Regions from separate parts of the Rattus norvegicus genome. Here region 1 is linked to region 2. A link is a contact called in public Hi-C data. All regions are on one chromosome and are shown on one strand. Each heading gives the region's core, a stretch centred on a gene start, on an enhancer-like site or on the middle of the called end of the contact. The rest is flanking DNA. Distances are from core to core; before and after follow the strand shown. Region 1 has its middle 130 kb from the start of U2l1. Region 2 has its middle 280 kb from the start of U2l1.

Evidence for each region. A called contact is a pair of places that touch in the nucleus more often than the background predicts.
Region 1: a Hi-C map of liver shows a contact between it and region 2, with 6 times the contacts expected there. The contact joins two enhancer-like sites. A contact is called at or near these places in 4 of 12 Hi-C or Micro-C datasets (hepatocytes, kidney and liver) and 1 of 1 datasets of contacts at active chromatin or transcription factors (oligodendrocytes).

What each region holds. Positions count from the first base shown.
Region 1 is chr7:33,964,906-33,969,103 of GRCr8, reverse strand. No RefSeq gene overlaps it. Among named protein-coding and RNA genes, the nearest start is that of U2l1, 130 kb to the right of the region's middle. Within about 2 kb of position 2,778, at least 79 of the 93 cell types and tissues checked have an H3K27ac peak or open chromatin away from gene starts, as enhancers often do. A contact at or near this core is called in liver, where this site is marked.
Region 2 is chr7:33,552,750-33,557,090 of GRCr8, reverse strand. No RefSeq gene overlaps it. Among named protein-coding and RNA genes, the nearest start is that of U2l1, 280 kb to the left of the region's middle. Within about 2 kb of position 1,405, at least 4 of the 93 cell types and tissues checked have an H3K27ac peak or open chromatin away from gene starts, as enhancers often do. A contact at or near this core is called in liver, where this site is marked.

The DNA of each region.
Region 1 (4,198 bases), core at 1,529-4,028, 410 kb before region 2:
TGGCACCTGACAGCTCCCCACTCCCTTTCTGCTCACCACTCCCACAGAGGGAGTGCCAAGGGTCTGCATGCGTTTCTTCTCCCATAAGAGTTACCACAGACAACAAAATGTACACCAGGAAGGTATAAATATCATCAAATGCTGGGTGGAGGGGTTAAAAGGTTTTCTTTTTTTTTAAAATAATAGCATACCTATTTTATCGGATTATTATTTGCCTTCAAGGAGTTTATATATAAACACAGAGTGAGAGTTGGAAACGCATTTAGAAAATTGTTATTATTGTTGTAAATTTACTTTAAAACCAGACAAGCACAAACAAAAGCCCCAAAGAGAAAAAAAAAAGAAAAACAACAACAAAAACACCCAAAAAACAAAAAACCAAAGAACTTCTCAGATGATTAAGCCAAGAACAAAAATACATGGTCCAAAGAATAAGAGTCTTGTATCAAAAAAAGTTCCATGAGTTCTGGAGTTCAAGGTGCTATGCCACTGCCAAGAGATAAGAATCTTGCCGGGACTCAGTTTAATCAGATTCTTTGAATATAATAAGAATGAAAATTAAGCTAAATTGTCAGCAGCTGGTTGTCTATCTAAACCTAGCAAAGTTCCGGGGAGCTATTATGTAGGAGTTAGAAAGCTGTCTAGGTGCGCCTCAAATCGATGTTGGGAAGAGTGACCTCCTTTTCCAGTGCATTGTCATTGTAGTTCAAATTCACCTTCAGAAATGCAGGGGACATTTCCCCTCAGTAGTGAAATCTACATTACTTTGTATGGCAAAGTATACGCGTTCTCTAAATCTGACTGTTCTCCTTGGGTCTGCCAGAATTTTTGTGTAAAGATTTCCCTATCCTTGGCCACTTTTGTTAGGGAAACCTCTCTCAGCAAAGCATGCCTGCATCTTTGAGTAGGACCAGAGCCATTTCTCCCAGGAGCCTTTGTGAGATTTCTACAGTTGCTTGTCACCATGGTCAAATGATACCTCCTTCCACGGCTTGGGTCTGTCTCTGGAGATTGACAAAGAACACCAGATAAAGTCATCTCCCCAAGCGTGGGTAATTAAATACTGGTCAAACCTACAATCCAAAATCTCTTTTAAGAACTAGAGAAGATTCTAACCCTCTTTTTTTTTTTTTTAGGCCACCCCTCCTCCCCTTTCCTTTGCAGGAAAGAGTTTCCCTTTCTGCCAATATAATTGCTTTGTGATATACATGTTGGGATCAACTTAGCTTTTTCCTCCCTTTCTGGCCTACTAAATGGTTGGCTTAGGGGAAAATCAAACTTTACAGCTTGGCTTTTTCCCACTTGGCAACTTTGATTTCCTGGATATGTTAGGTAATTTTTCAAATTATGTGCTTTAATATCTTGTCCCTTAAAGTGTATTTAGGGAGGTTAAAAAATACCCTCCACTGAACAATAGGTTGAATATGCTACAAACAATGCTTTAACTAAGTGCCCCAAACAAAAATACCCCGCACTGAATATTTATATTTTTAGTTGCCCCACATAATGTATATGCATATTGTATTAATTATATATATTTAAAAAGTAAGGGGGAAAGATGGATATCACTGTAACTCTAATCCAGACACTGCTGAAAATTTAGTCCACCCAAGATGAAAAAATCTACAAAAATCCCTTGTTAAATAAAAAGGTACTCCTATTGAAAAACTCGTGTGTGTGTGTGTGTGTGTGTGTGTGTGTGTGAGAGAGAGAGAGAGAGAGAGAGAGAGAGAGAGAGAGAGAGAGAGAGAGAGAGAGAGAGAGAGAGAGAGAGAGAGAGAGAGAGAGAGAGAGAGAGAGAGAGAGAGAGTTATCTCCACACATCGTGAATTGTTTTTGGATCAAGCCTGAATACAATATATTTTAGGCTTTCCTTTCCTAAAAGGGTAATTCAGAGCCGGGGGAGGAGGGGAGAGGAGAGGAGGCGCAGGTCCATTTCTGACTTAGTTGTTTACAAAAAGCACATGCTAATGTAACAGTGTATACGGAATTAAAGAGAAAATGTCAAACACGCCGTGACATCCAAAACACATTCAGCTGTTGCCTTTTACTATGGAGACTTTCATTCTACAGCGGACTGCCTCCAAGACCCAGTGTTTTTGTGTGTTGGGTTAAAAATAGCCTGCCAAGCCTGACAACTAGATTCTGATTGGTCCGTAAGGGCGGCCGTTCAGCCAATGAGAGCTTCTGGGAACAAAAGCAATTCTTTTGTGTGTGTGAGATGCTCAACCCATGTCAAAACAGCTTCGGGCTGTAGAAATGATTTGGGTAGAGATTTAACAAGGTAATAATGCATTTTAGCCCTCTGAAAGGTTTGAAGCGGAACAAAGAGGGGGGTGGAGTGAGGGGGAGCAGGGGAAATCTACAAAAGAAATGAAACCAGCGCTTAGCTTTTACCGATGAATCATGCGGGTGTTCGTGCTACAAGCATTATTCTTTTCCTTTCCCGACGTCCCCGAGACTTTTACTTACTTTTCAGGCATTTTCTCGTCCCAAACAAAAAGTCATCAAAGACTTTTGACTAACGTGCTCGTTTGCTGTTACGATTCGTTGGCAAGAAGAAAGGGGAAAAAACCTCTTCTTATTAAATGTCACAAAGAGAAAACAAAGACCTATGATTTGTGCACAGTGAGTAGTGAAACTTTGAGCTGTAGATTCTGGATATCAAACACAGCCCACATTCTCAAAGACAGTTCCTGGTCCGTGTACTGATAGCTCTCTAGATTAGGAAAACAAAGAGGGACTTGATGGGAGACAGTTCTGGGTGCTGGCCGCCTTGAAAGCATCGGACCGCCAGGGGTCGCTGTTGCACAGTAGACGAATCTCTACTGCGTGGGCTTCTCTGTAATCTTTAAGGAAAGAAATAGGATGTGATGGGTACCTTTAGACCAAAGAGGAGGGATGGGGGGCGCTGTCGCTATTTGAAATCCTTAAGCATGGCTTTTGATCAACACTATGGGACAAAGCAACTGAAAACAAGATTTACTATACAGGGAATTTAGTGCCACAGAAGACAAATGTTCGTACAGGAACTTGGAATTGTGACTTAAGACAGGCTCTCCTAAACCACATCGCGATTTTAAACTAGATTACAATAACGACAATAAAATGGTGTCACTGATGCCTTATAGTCTCCAACATTTTTATGCGAGCAACCCGTGTAATGTACCCAGTCCAGACGTGTTTTGGCAAAAGAATTCAGATCATACATGGTTTACATATTAACCACAGAGAAAACTATCTGTTCAGCACACGTTTTCCTCTTGAGCATAGATTTCACGATACAGGATTCATAAACGAAACCTAACAAACCTTTACTCCTGGTGTGGCATCTAAAAAAGCCAAGCTTCTGGGTAAAATAGGAACAAAAGTTTATAGTCTAATTGGGTGTGTTAAACCCACGATACCCAAATATTTTCTGTTTGGGAAAAAGCATAATATATTTATCTGTGAAAGATTATTCCAAAGCACATATTGGAAGCTGGTTTTTCCATTCATATTCATCTAGCAAAACTGAAAGAGCAGTGCACTTTTCTGTTTCCTATTACGCTCAATTATAATGCTTTGTACACATTTATAAGGAACTAAAAGACAAAGAATAAAATTTACTTATTAATTATATTTCTCAACAACTGTACTCCCAGAAGACGGTGTGATTGTGTGCATGCACGCAGTCAGCATTCGATAGCTCCAAACAACGTCTATTCCCTTAAGCACTGTTGTGACTTTTATGAAGTTTGCTTAATCGGGTTGTCCTAACAGCAGCTAGAGGAATTGATCGTTGGGCAGGTAGGTATAATTGTGGTAGGGAGCCCAGGAGCTTTAACAGAAATAGCGTGAGGTGGCGGCAGTGGAAGAGCGTTTGGCCACCGTATGTATACCGCATTGGTCATGTTCTATACTTGCTCAGCTCCAGGCCTTGAAGCTGCCCCGATGCCAGACCCTTCCCCCGGGCAAGCGCCAATCCCTAACACTATTAAAGATCCTCTGCTATGCTTGCAGACAGGAGTGTATTGCCCTTGAGAGGCTCCACCCAGCAGCTGATTCAGACAGATACAGACACGGACAGCCAAACAGAACGTGGAGCTTGGGGACTCTTATGGAAGAATAGGAGGATTGTGGGCCGGAAGGGGATAGGAACTCCACAGGAAGACCAACAGAGTCAACTAAACTTTGGAGCTCTCAGAGTCTGAACCAC
Region 2 (4,341 bases), core at 156-2,655:
AGATGAGTTGGTCTGGTTCCACTACCATGGATTGGATGCTTCTCCAGCCAAACATGTCCTGCTTTTCTAAGAAAAATCTCAGCACTTCTATCATTGAATTGGCTATTTTTTTTATGCCACGGGTGCTTGGTACTTGACACTCTTGTCTAATGTCCTTTCCTGCTTCCTACTGGCAGGATCACTTTTTCATTCTGTTTCTACAATAAGTCACTCTAGCCAAAGCCAACACAAAAGGAGAGGCTTTATTTCATCTTAAAGTTTTAAGTGGCAGTCTATCATTGTGGGTAGTAAAGGCAGGAACTGAAGTAGAAACAACAAACGAATGCCTGTTGCTTCACCCTCTGGCTCAGGCTCAACTAGCTGTTGTATGCATCCCAGGACCAGTTGCTTAGAGATGGTGCTCCTCATAACAGGCTGGGTCCTCCCATATAAATCATCCACTGGGACAATGTCCACCACAGACATGCTCACAGGCCAATCTGATCAAGGCAAAATTTCAATTGAGAATCCCCCTTCCCTCGGGAATCCAGGTTGTGTGTAGGTGACAAAACAAAACAACAACAACAACAACAACAACAACAACAACAACAAAAACTAATGAGGACATAAGGGGACATTGCTGAGACACAGTGATAATACAATGACACAAAAACTTATTGTATGTTCATTCCATGATGCTCTCCTGGGTACAATGTTGACCTATGTGAACCTGTTGAGTTGTGCATCTGTTTGTATTTGTTCGAGTTCAGATGTATGTGCATGTGAAAGACAAAGAACAGCCTCAGGTATTACACCTCAGGAGCTGTCCATTTTATGAGACAGTCTCTCACTGACCCGGGACTCACTGACTAGGTTAGGATGACTAGCTTATGAGCCTCAGGCATCCACCTGTCTCTGCCTCCCCAGCATTGGAATGCCAAGCCTGTACCACCACTCTGGGGTTCTTCATACGGATTCTTCTTCGGTCTCTATGCTGGCACTGCAGGCACCTTTCCCACTGAGCCTCTCTAGCTCTTTGCAGACTTCTTAAGGACAATTCATTTTCTTTCCTTTCAGTGTCTAACATAGAGCCCAACTCAAAACTTTCCGATTCCCATTCATAAGTAATCATAAATGAATTACATTGTTTGGAAAATGCCAAGTACATCAACCATCCTTGGATATAGTCAACAAGTACCAATTCCTTCACATTATAACACTTTACATCTTAAAATTTCAACTTAATCCCTGCCCTTGTGTCATGCTTTCAAATGACGTGGATCTGGCATAGTGATTGATCTCAGCCTTTTGCCATAAGAATAACAGCTTCCTGGGCAAGAGAAAGAACTTTAAAACTCGTTCTTCCAGTGGGGAGTGGTGAAGGGCAGAGTGATGCCAGCAAAAAAGTCCCATCATGTTTGGCATGCCCAATGTTTGCTGTACTTTCTGTCCTGTGTGCCGGAGCTTCTGTTTAACTGAGCTGAGGATTAAAGTATTGAACAAGCAAAGAATTGCTCAACTTCCCTGGATAGGCGGGTCTCATTCAGTATTTGACAGAAAACCTGTCATTTGAGTATGATATATATTTACTGGGGAAAAACAGGATGGCTTAGGCTCAAAGGTCTTTTCTGCTCACCTGCAATGGGAAACCCAGTGTCTCCCTTACCTTCAGGCGCTGAAGCCTGAAACACATTAAGTTTCCATCTCCTCCCCCTGGCCATTTGGATTTGAGCAGCCTCTAAAACAGTCCAGTAAACAGGCAGACAAGACTCCACTTGAGTCTGTTTATAACCTAAAGCTAAAGCATTTATGGAATCACAGACCAGGCTGGGGCATGTCATCTCTGCATTGAAAATCAAAGAATTGCAATTTAGAGGTAGAGGGGCGGGGTGGGGCAGGGCTGGGCTGGGCTGTGAAATCAAAATGGATACAGCTGGCTTTGCTTCTCAACATCTCTAGATGCGAGAAGGTCAGAAAGGCTGTGGGCACGCTCTGCAGTGGATCTGTGACAGGGCAGTGTGGCAGCAGGCCTATGTAAATTAAACAACTTAGCCAATATAGAAAACACATTTTCAGCAAGTAAATAATGCCATTTAAGGGATCCGATTGCTAAAGCAACCTCATTGCCTAACGGGAGGACACTCATCCTTTCACCAAATATTTACTGCCTAGCTCTGGGACTGGCAAGGCTGAGCACTGGTAAGCAATCACCTCTACCCTGAAGTTTTAAAGATTTTGCGATGAAATTTTACAATATTATAGAGAACGTGTTTTTCTTTCTTTGAGACAGGATCTCCTGTTTCCTGGACTGGCATTGACTTGGTTTAAAGCAGATGACCCTGAATCTCTGCCTTCCGGCGCACTCACACCCTCCTGAGTCTGGGGACGCCAGGCAGTGTCCTGAAACAGGTCTGGTTTATGGGGTCCTGGGCATCCATGCTATGTGCCAAGAAACCAGCCTCTTAACTGAGCTATATCCTTTGTGTGAAACATGCCATCTGCAGAAAATCAATCCATTTGTATGAAAGACCCAAAGACGGAAAAACTGCTTTTCTGTAGATACAGGTGCTGGAGCAAAGCACATAAATGTATTCCTAGACTAACCTGTGGTATCTGTGAACCACCCCATGCTAATACCTCTGTATACAAGGACATATACAGGAGCGCTAATGTTTTTAGCGCCTCAGTTACATCTGCTGAGTTTGGTCAGTGATCAAAGAAGACCACACTGTCTGAATTATATTCGCAAAGAGCACAACTACTCTACTGAAATGAGATTCCAGGCTTCAAGTCTTACATTTTTAATTGTCTGAATCAAGATGTATAAAGTTATGTGAGGTAAATGACAGGCATTTTCCCCCTGAATTCGGGCAGCTATGCCTGCCACTGTTCGATGCCAGCAAAAAAAAATCATTATTTTAATGTAAAATTCAGTAACTGAATTCTAACAGGATGAAAACAAGAGAAAAAACATGGAAAAGTTGGCATAAAGTCACCTGAAACAAAATGGCCATCGGGACGAGGTCCAAGCTTGACAGCACGGAAGTTGGTGGACATTCCATCCCTTTGGGTAGAATGATCCATATATTAAGTTACTGAAATGTCAAATGTCACCCATGAGAGGGAACATTTCTGTCCATCCTTTTCTGGTTAGTATGGACTTAAAGAGACATGTGTATCGTATTTTTCAATATAGTATCCATGAGCATCTATCACTAGCAATAAGCTATAAATTCTCCTTACAAAATTATTTGCTCAAGTGTCCATTTTCATAGATCATGAGTGTGTACAGACTCCACATGCTTTTCTCATGCTTACTTTAATTAGTTATGCATCTGTTCATTTTCACAAGAATCTATGAGGCCAGTTCCCTGAAAATTGTTTGATGATGTCACTGGCAATGTTTGCTTGGATCTGGTCTCCTTCCCATGGTGGTTTGAATGTCTGTGGTTCACGGGGTGGCACTACTAGGAGGTGTGGCCTTGTTGAAGTAGGCATGGCCTTGTTGGAGGCAGAGTGACACTGTATAGAGAGGGCTTAGAGACCATCCTCTCAACTGCCTGGAAGACAGATTTCTCCTGGATGCAGTTGGATCAAGATATAGAACTCTCAGCTCCTCCAGTACCATGCCTGCCTGCATGCCACCATGTTTTTACCCTCATGATAATGGACTGAACCTCTGAATCTGTAAACCAGGCCCAATTAAATGTTGTCCGTTATAAGAGTCGCCTTGGTCATGGTGTCTCTGCACAGGAATAGAAACCCTAACTAAGACACTCCTCATCTTGTTTTCCTGTAAGTTTGATGCCATCTGTCTTTTTATTTTTATTCCCTTTGGGTTTATAGACTTTCCAAGATGTTGAGATCCCACCTCCCCCATGTGGGGTTATTCGGAGATGCAGTGTCCGGATATAACTCCTATTAGTTGAGATCATGAGTGGAACGCTCATGAACGGAAGTTGGTGCCCTTAGAGGATCGTGGGAGAGCTTGCCTCCCCTTTGAGCTCTCACTCAGGTATGAACACAGCAAGAAGCCACCCATACAACACAGAGGAGGGCCTGCACTGAAGGCCAACCACAGTCATGCTGGCCCTGTAATCTTAGACTTCCAGCCTCTATAACTGTCGAGTATATATTTATAGGTTTTGTAAGCTCCGAAAACCATAGTATTTTCTTACAGCAGACTGAGCGAAGAATCCTGCTTTTTAATAGTAGTGTTATTATGTATAGCATATACTTAAACAATATTTTTGTGCTGAGCTGTTTCTGTATTTTTTTAAAGGGGGGCTATTACATTCTATCCAACTTCTGAGATTTTCTTGATTCTCAATTATAGCTGTGATTCATTTATATTATGTGGAG